Regions from separate parts of the Gossypium hirsutum genome. Here all the other regions are linked to region 1. The links are chromatin contacts, called in public Hi-C maps. All regions are on one chromosome and are shown on one strand. Each heading gives the region's core, a stretch centred on a gene start, on an enhancer-like site or on the middle of the called end of the contact. The rest is flanking DNA. Distances are from core to core; before and after follow the strand shown.

The links. Hi-C and Micro-C count contacts between places; a contact is called where the count stands out from the background.
Region 2: a Hi-C map of fibers shows a contact between it and region 1, with 2.7 times the contacts expected there. The contact joins the enhancer-like site here to the promoter of LOC107948928 in region 1. A contact is called at or near these places in 3 of 34 Hi-C or Micro-C datasets (fibers and leaf).
Region 3: a Hi-C map of hypocotyl shows a contact between it and region 1, with 3 times the contacts expected there. The contact joins the promoter of LOC107948934 here to the promoter of LOC107948928 in region 1. A contact is called at or near these places in 14 of 34 Hi-C or Micro-C datasets (anther, callus, fibers and 3 more).

Annotation. Positions count from the first base shown.
Region 1 is chrD11:49,482,558-49,485,724 of Gossypium_hirsutum_v2.1, forward strand. LOC107948928 (protein GrpE) reads left to right here and starts at 1,671. Exons shown (of 3, transcript XM_016883595.2): 1 at 1,671-2,248. The coding sequence starts at 1,997. It overlaps LOC107948926 (probable ADP-ribosylation factor GTPase-activating protein AGD14), which reads right to left and starts at 1,351. Exons shown (of 13, transcript XM_016883593.2): 1 at 1,135-1,351; 2 at 134-195. The coding sequence starts at 1,230.
Region 2 is chrD11:49,838,776-49,841,942 of Gossypium_hirsutum_v2.1, forward strand. No RefSeq gene overlaps it. Among protein-coding and RNA genes, the nearest start is that of LOC107948935, 17 kb to the right of the region's middle. Within about 2 kb of position 1,621, at least 7 of the 9 cell types and tissues checked have an H3K27ac peak or open chromatin away from gene starts, as enhancers often do. A contact at or near this core is called in fibers and leaf, where this site is marked.
Region 3 is chrD11:49,809,155-49,812,321 of Gossypium_hirsutum_v2.1, forward strand. LOC107948934 (ELMO domain-containing protein A) reads right to left here and starts at 1,624. Exons shown (of 10, transcript XM_016883602.2): 1 at 1,109-1,624; 2 at 607-801; 3 at 404-509. The coding sequence starts at 747.

The DNA.
Region 1 (3,167 bases), core at 421-2,920:
GCAAAAATCATAATGTATTGATGTATACAACTGATAAAGTTACATACTACCAAATATGTAAAGCTTCACAAAAGTGACTATTATTTATATGGGAAAATTGTGGATGCTTGAGAAACTAAAAGAAAATACTCACTGGATCCCACTGCAAGCCATGCAAACGAAAGTCCAAAAGTTTGTGCAAACATACTGAGGACCCTGAAATGATAGAACTAAAAATTAATATAAAATAAATGGAGGACATTAAAATGGAAAAAAAAAAGTTCAACACTGGAAGCTCGAATAAAGTTAATTTAATCCATTCAAGTAATGCTGAAGAACCGGGTTAGCCTGATTTGAGCAGGAAAAAAATGGTAAAAACTTGGAAGTTGAAATCTGTTAGTCCAAGTTAATTATAAAATGACACGAAAAAGCAAATTTCAACACCCTTTTTAAAACATCTTATTTACCATCTTGAAATTCATTACTAATAGTTGCATTGTATTCATGAAATTCGAGAAACTCATTTTAATAAACATTTTCTATAACCTCAAATCCACCTTCGTTTTTTTTCTTTTTTTTCCCCTTTTTTTTTACTTTCCTAGACTCCAAACAGAACTTGACTATCACAACAATCGGCTAAAGTCATTTCTTACAAAATTAAAACCCCCAAAAAGAACACATTTCTAAAACCATTTACATAACCAGAAATCTCTATCCATCCTGCTTAACCCATCAACTAAAAAGAGACTTTAAGTAACAAAAAAGAACAAATTTCAGAACCCATCTCTTTTTTTCTATAACCTCAAATCCACCTTCGTTTTTTTTCTTTTTTTCCCTTTTTTTTTACTTTCCTAGACTCGAAACAGAACTTGACTATCACAACAATCAGCTAAAGTCATTTCTTACAAAATTAAAACCCCCAAAAAGAACACATTTCTAAAACCATTTACATAACCAGAAATCTCTATCCATCCTGCTTAACCCATCAACTAAAAAGAGACTTTAAGTAACAAAAAAGAACAAATTTCAGAACCCATCTCTTTTTTTCATTTTCCCACGCTTTGCCAGCATCCCTAGCACACCTTAACTATGAAAACCTCCTCCCGACCCGACCTCATAAAATAAAATTTAAAAGAAAAGCTTGAAAATATTTACCACGCTGTTACAGTTAATGCAACGACGATTAGGAGGCAGCTTCATGAGACCTCTTATTATCTTTTCGTTTCTTTCTTCTTCTTTTCTACTTCCCATTTCTCAATATAAGAAAATAATGATCTTCCAAAATTAACAAAAACCTCAAACAAACCCTAAAAAGCTTCAAAAAACCAATAATAAAAACCCAGCATGAATATTTTTTTGGTCGAAACCAAGGTAACCATCACCGATATCACCGGTAACAGTGACTATTCCCCTTGCTCTTCTAAGAGATATACGGCTGAACATAAAATATGCACCATCCCGGATACTTTATTTTGCAGCATGCATCGAGGGAAACTGGAAATTTTAGAGGTTTGGTTTTTGGGGGAATTTTTATTGTTTTTCCGAAAGAAAAAGGAAATGTTGATTGTTTTATACTCAGCTGTCTGTGATTGGGACAAGAACGCTCTGTGCCTTTCATTTTTTTTATCAAAAATATTATTAAAAATATGAAATTTAAAATTTAAATAATTTTATAACGCATATTGGATGGAATGGATATATTGCTCCTTCCACCAGATAAAGGTGGAAGAAGAAATTTTATATTGGAAATATATTTCAAAAAATTTAGTCAGAGGATGTGGTGAAGATTTATTTATGTATTTAAATATAATTTTAAATAACTTTTTTAATATAGTTATTATCAATCAATTAAGCAACGGTCGATAAGATCTGCTTAACAAACAATCATCCAACGGCCGAAATCAAACCTCAGCTTTTCTCTTTTATCTGTCTGTCACCCACCCCATTCTCTCCTCTCCCTACACCTCCCTCTCTCCTTGTACTCACTCTTCGCATTCTCAAGATAGTTTCTTCTCCCATGGCTACTCTCATTAAGACGCTGCCGTTTAAGTCCCCTCCTCCTCTAACTCCACCTGCTACAACCTTTTCCTTAAACTCTTCGAAGCCCTTCCATGTCTGCTTCAAACAAAGACTTCCTCCTTCAAGCCGTCCCCTCCGCTTCAGCTTCACTCCCTCTCTTCGCTTCCTCAAATTGGTTCCTTTTGCTTCCACTGGAGGTGAAACTGACACTATTCATACCCAACAACAAGTTCAAGAACCCCAAATTGAGGTAACTTACAATGGCTCCCATTTTTTTCTGGGTGTGAATTTCTTGTCCTAGTTTATACGTTTATGTTATATTTCTTGAAAAATTGATAATATCATGTATGGGTGTTGGAACTTAACGTTGAAGCTTGCTAGAAATGAGCAAAAAGATGGTAACTTGCTAATGTATAGAATTTAGCTGTATCGAGGAATTTTCTTATCGAAAATCTTCTGTTCTTTGTAGCTTTATCGATTGGATATGCTTCACCGACTATAGACGGCTACTTTTCCCACATTTAGTAGTTATCATGAGCATTGTTAAGTTGTCCTACGTTTATTGTCCCACACCATGTTCAAATAGATATAAGACATAGTTTATCGAATGTTGGGGCAATCAACTTTTTTTTTCTTTTTGTGGCTACTCGACACGGTATTGGATAATGTCGTTCACTTTAGCATTTCCCAATTACCATTTACTAAATAGTTTAATGCACGGAAGCTTTTTGATATTTCGTGGCTATCATAGCTTTTCTATGATTAGGAGTGTTTAGAGGGATTTTTAATGGAATCCAATCAAATTATTTTAAAATTCACATGAAGGAGCAAATGAGCAATTTGTGTGGATTGAAAAGAATCAGTGAAATCTAGCAATGAACTAGGAGATTGTTCTCTTTTAGGCCATGGGGATGAGGTCAAGCTGAAACTGATGAAGATTGGGTTGAAGGGAATCAGGACTTGAGTTTTAAGTGCATTTGTCTTTGTAACAATTATTGTGTAGTTTCTAGGCTTCTAGGCATGTTATATCCTGAATTTACAGTGGCCAACTTTATACTTGGTTCAATGCTATTCATCTTGAAAGTGAAACATGGTGTTATAGAAATTTATAGCCAAATTTGGTGGTTGGCTCCTTTCTAGAGATGAATGTAACCTATCTTCAGTTGTTT
Region 2 (3,167 bases), core at 371-2,870, 360 kb after region 1:
ATGGACCTTAGGAATGGAAGCCACTAGATACCAATGACTAAATCACACCCCTTAACAGGTAAAACCATAAATTCAGTGAAGAATTTATACCCCTGTGCTTCCCAGGCCATTGATCGACAAACCCCTTGAGTTGCTAGTTGCACACCATTAGCAACCATTACTTTGAGCTTGCAGGTAGGATCTACTGGTAGTTGTAGCTTTCTCACCAACCTAGAATCTACAAAGTTGTAAGTACCACCAGAATTAACAAGAATAATAGCCTCCATGTGACCAATTTTAGCTAAAAACTTTATCATATTATGACTTTGAGATCCATTAAGGGCATTTAAGGACAACACTAGAGCTACTAAGTCAGATTCATCTTTTGTGGTTTCCAACTTCACAGGACAGTCTTGGAACTCTTCAGGAGAAGGAATTTGGAGCTCACTTGCTGGCTTAGTGGAAGCCTCAATCACCAGTTGATATAGCTGTGATTTAACATATTTATGCCCTGGTGTATATTTGAATGCACACCAATAACATAACCTTTTCTTTCTTCTATCATCCGTTTTAGATTGGGAGATGGCCTTAGAAGGATTTTTGTTATTAGGAACCATAGGAGTATGGCCCCTTGAAGCAATAGAATTCTCAGGTTGGTGTATGCTTTAACAGGAGAAAACAAGGGTTTAGAGTAACTAGAGTGTCCCTCTATAGGAGTAGTCTTCTAAGGAACAGTGCTTACAATATCCTCCATTTGAAGAGAAATTGTTAACCCTTCTATTAAGGTTGTGGGTTTAAATAACTTCAAATGTTGTCCAATCTCAGGTTTATGGTTGTAAACAAATATGCTTAATGCATAACTTTCTAGTAATGCAATTGGTTCAAGAGACTTACAAAGTTATCATGATAGTGCTCAACTGTGCTTGTTCGAATGGTCATGCTCAATCTGGAAGGTAGATTTACCAACATTCTCAGCCTAAAAAAACTATTCTAGTTTGGACCACCAAATTCAAAAATTTTTCCCATCAAATCGAGGACATTGTAACTAAAACATTTTTCCAATAGAATCTACTATGCTAACTCAAGAGGGAGTGCCCAAGTGGCCCACCTCAGTTGTTGGTGACATAGCCAAACTGTCCTTAGGTGGAAACCCTGGTGGGGGTGTTCCTAGGAGTCCATTGCCTCGATCTTGACCCATTCCGTGAGCACTAGTAGATGACGATCCAAAGTACTGCTCAAAGAAAAAATGCAGCTCAGATTTGATTTCTCTTCTGATTTCACCTTTGAACTCTTCGCGGAAGTCCTTGAACTATGAATCTAACTTGGCATCCAATTTGCTATCAAGCTGAGAAAATTCACGTTGCAACAAGCCCATGTTCTTCTGTAGATACGTAGTGATTCCATCATTGGCCATGAGAATCGTGTGGCTTTGATACCTTTGATGAGGGAAGAAGATTCGAGTAAAAAAAATGAAGGAAGAAGGAAGAAATAGAAAGAAGAGAGAATGAGAATTCAAAGAGAAGAAATGAAAAAGAAAACCATATATAATTTCATAACTGCCTCACCCTTCTCTGATTGGTCCATAAAAAGGTGAGTAATGGACAGAATTTAACAACCTGGCAATAACAGAAATAAGCTCAATACGCACCCGTTTAACTTGTATGACTACTAACCCTAAACTCACCGTTTTAAGTATTGATCAATTCCCCCCTTACACGCACTGTTTTCATTAGAATACTAAAGTCCCAAAACGCAGTGTTTTGCTACAGTACTAAAATTAACAGAATTACAAAAATAGCTAACTGTTGTTACTAATTATTCCATATCATACCCATACCATATCCATAAGAAAAATAATGATTAATTGAATATTCAAAATTTAAAATTTTACTACTCTAAAATATATTGAAACTAATTTTAAGGGCTAAGTGGTTTGCCTCACTTTGGGGTAAACTTGAATTTTGATTTCCATCTTAATTCGACTTGTTTTGCTGTCTATAAATAATAAATAATAAATAATATTTTATATTTTATATTTTTATAATTTAATTAAAATTAAAATATTTTAAAACAATAAAATATAATAACTTTAGAACCGAATATCCACCCCAATCATTAACACCTTTACTTATGATTTATTTGAAGTGAAATAAAAAAATAAGAATATTTATTTTTAATTAAGAAATTATTTATCATTTAATTTATTTTAATTTCAATGAAATTAATAAGTTGGTTTATTATTTTAAAGGGGTTTTTTTATAAAGGAAAGGATAAGGAGTGTTTAAGGAATGAATTCAAAATGTGATTTCTTTTTGAGTAAATTACATCAACAGTCACTCAACTTTGATATAGTTGACTAAATAGTCACTCTAATTTCAATTCAATCACTCAAATTTTAAAAAATAACAAATCAGTTCTCTAACCATTTTTCGTTAAGATGTAACAGAAAAGTGACCTGGCATTTAACCGGCCACCGCGTTATTTTGAACCTAAAATATATATAAGGGTAAATTACACCAACAATCACTCAACTTTGATCTCAATGACAAAAAAATCACTCAAATTTGATCTCAATGACAAAACAGTCACTCAACTTTCAAAACAGCCACCCAATTTTCAAAAAATAACAAATATGTCCTACTAACTTTCAAAAAGTCAGACACCCAAAAAGAAAAAGAAATAAAACCCTTGAATGAATTTTTCTTGTTTAGGAAGAAAGTTGAAAACCATGACGCGATTCAAATCCCTTTCCAAGGACTGGGCTTACCTCACCTCTACCCCAACTTTCGTTGCTGACCATCTCCGCCGCTCTTCTTCTAATCTATATCTCATCCTCTTTTGCTACAATACCTAGTCCAATTTTGACTTTGGGATCTTCGCTGCTCTTCTTCTAATCTATCTCTCATCCTTTTTTGCTATAATACCTAGTCCAATTTTGACTTTAGGATCTTGTTAATCACTGACCGGACCCAAAATTTCACTTGTGATTTTGTTTATGATTTTGTTTTATGCAACTTGATAATGTTGGCAATGGAGTTAGTGTTGTTTAGCTTAATCGACGACCCTTTTGTTTATATCATCATATCTTATGAAGATCTAGACAAATCCGAGTTGTTTTGGTTCTTGAGTCGCTTGAATGTTGCTTTAGAGGATTTTCTCCTTACCAGTTTGGTTGTGGGTACTGATAG
Region 3 (3,167 bases), core at 374-2,873, 330 kb after region 1:
ATGAGTAAAGAACACCAATTACAAAACAGGTGGCGCACTTCTGATTCTATAAACTACATTGATAGAGAGATTCCCACAACTGTGCTTTCTATTAGGGAAACTTTGGCAAATGCTTAGGAGATATGAGGGGAGTACTCAGAAAACTAATGCAAAAAGTTTCCCATGTTGCATAAGTATATTTAAATATAGACAATAGTGTATGCAATTTACATGCATAACAATCTAATATACCAATATGCTCAACAGATTAGTAACTGGCTAACTTAATGGTTTAACTTTTGAAGTCAACAACCAGCAACCAAAAGAAGCAATATAATACAAGTAGATTGAAAATGCAATTATAGACATTGCAAACAGTAAAATCTCATATCCGAAAACAGAAACAACACTGATAATATCTCACCTATCCATTGTGCCCATTGCACAATCAAGTTAGTGAACAAAAGCACCGCCCAATGTAAATGCTCCTTCCATTGCCCTTCAACCCAAATACACTCTGGCGTTTTCCCCTGTAACATATCGGAGAAGGTAAATTTAATGTTAGCAGTACTCTTTCTCCCCTTTCTTGCAATAAAGCTTAATTAAAATAAGCAATGGCATAATCACCTCTGAATGCCTGCCATCGTAATCACGATTCCCTAACAAAGGTTCATCTAAACCATGTAATCCCGTCATCATATAATTTCCATTGCTCATCCTGCCAACGTCCCCATGATCAAGCCGCCTTCGCAAGGCACCAGGCCTCATTAATTACAGCTCAAGATTTGCACCAATTCTTCCTTAAACCCTAACAAATTCTTTCTTTTTTTGAAAAAAAAAGGAACAAAATATATATCAAAATCCCCCGAACTGCTAAAATAGATTAAACAAGCAACTATGCAAATTTTGAATTAGCAATGAAAATGGTTGGCAACACAATACTCTTCCAAATTTAAAATTAGTCACCAATTTGGATCTCAAAACTGCTATATTACAAAAATTAAGCAAGCAATCAGAAATTCAAATGACGAAGAAAAACATCCAATTTCGGCATCAAAATTCTATTGAAAATTTCAAATTAGGTTTAAAATTTGCATCCAAAACGGATAAAAAAGAAAAGAAAACTTACAGGAATATTGAAATCGAATTTGGAGAAGGCCTTAACGTAGAGTAAGAGGAAACCCAGAAGTGTAAGGAAAGCTGGTAAACCCCCGAAGAAAGAAAGAAAGAAACAATAAAAGGTAGGTTAGTAAATAAGGAAATAACAGAGCTTTAAGAAATTTGAAACTCTATTATTTCAATCCCTCCCCTCCGGTATGTGTCCTTTATATATTGTTATTAGAGTTCCTTCCTGGTCGTTAGGACGTTTGAGTTGGAGGGGGAAGCGATTCTTCTAAATTCCAATTTTAATTAATAATGATTATTCTCATACTAATTGTTGAGGCCAGCTGTGGATCCGCTTGTGGGCTTGTGATCTGTAAAACAAAGTAAATTAAGAGGCCCAGAATTTCAGCTTTGAGAGCTTCTCATTGCTTAAGTTAGTGTATGAATAACAAAAGATAAGCAAGGTAAGAGATGATAATGGAGGAATGAAGAGATCATATTTGAGGTAAACTCGAGCTTTAGTATATGTTATTGAGTTTCTGAGTTGTCCGTTGTCTGTCTACCTTTATTTTACATCCATTTTGTTAATTCATTGATTGATATAATGTCTCTTATTTGTTAGGGATGTTAGTAACTCACGTTTTGTACATAGTGTATGAATTATGTTGAAGCTTTTTTTTTCTTATTACAAAATGGGTTTTTTATTTGTCATGTGATCCTATTAGTTTAACAAATAAGCTCTAGATTTTTATGACTTTGAGCTCGATTTAAGTTTTTCAATTATTTAAATATTGAACTTTTTGTTAGTTAGTTTGTGCTTCTATCAACTTATTCTTTCTAATATTTAAGGGAATTTGGGGCTGACATAAGCATCCTCTGTATGTAAAGTCCAATACCCTGATAAGGGAAGAAGATTCGAGCAAAAATATGAAGGAAAAAGGAAGAAACAGAGAGAAGAGAGAACGAGAATTCAGAAAGAAGAAATGAAGAAGAAAACCATCTGTAATTTCATAACTACCTCACCCTTCTCTGATTGGTCCATAAAAAGAGTGAGTAACGAATAGAATTTAACAACCGAGCAGTAACAGAAATAAGCTCAATAAGCACTGTTTAACTTGTACGGCTACTTACCCTAAACTTACCGTTTCAAGTACTGATCTAATTCTCCCCTTGCACCATTTTCATTAGAATACTAATTCCAAAAACACAGTGTTTTGCTACAATAATAAAATTAACAGAATTAAAAAAATAGTTAACCGTTACTACTAATTATTCCATTTCAAGTAGTCCCCTCCCGAAGATGATCCTTGCCCTCAAGGATCAAACAGTGGAAATTTCTGCTGAAACTCGCTCAAACGTTCCCACGTGGAATCTTTAGGAAAAATGTTGGTCCATTCTACTAGCACCTCAGTAGCTGCCTGATTTCCTTGTTTCACTATCCTTCTATCAAGAATGCGAACTGGTAGCTTGACAAGGTTGCCTTTAGAATCTACAGGGGGTAAAGTAGTAGAACTAGGAGTTGAGCCAATGTGTTTTTTGAACTGAGACACGTGAAAGGTAGAGTGAATACGAGCATCAGTTGGTAGAGTCAGTTTGCATGTGACCTTACCCCTCTTAGCTTCTACTAGATAGGGTCCGAAATAGCGAGGAGATAACTTCGGATTACCCCATTTCCTGATGGAGTGTTGCCTATAGGGTTGAAGTTTCAAATAGACCAAGTCACCTACTTGAAATTCCCTATCAGAGTGCCTCTTGTCAGCCATCTATTTCATTCTCTCTTGTATCCTCTTTAGATGGAATCGTATTATGTTCCTAGTTGCCTCCCTCTACTGTAAACCACGATCTACTATTGCAACTAGAAAGGATCCTGCCAAATAGGGTATATGATAAGGAGGTTCTTGGCTATACAAGGCCTCAAATGGAGTGATCTAATGGCAGGATGATAAGTAGTATTATACCACCATTTTGCCAGGGGCAACCAGAAGACCCAATCTGAAGGCATTTCCCCTAAAATGCATCTCAAATACCCTTTTAAGCACCTGTTTAGGACCTCTTTTTGGCCATCAATCTGGGGGTGATATGTG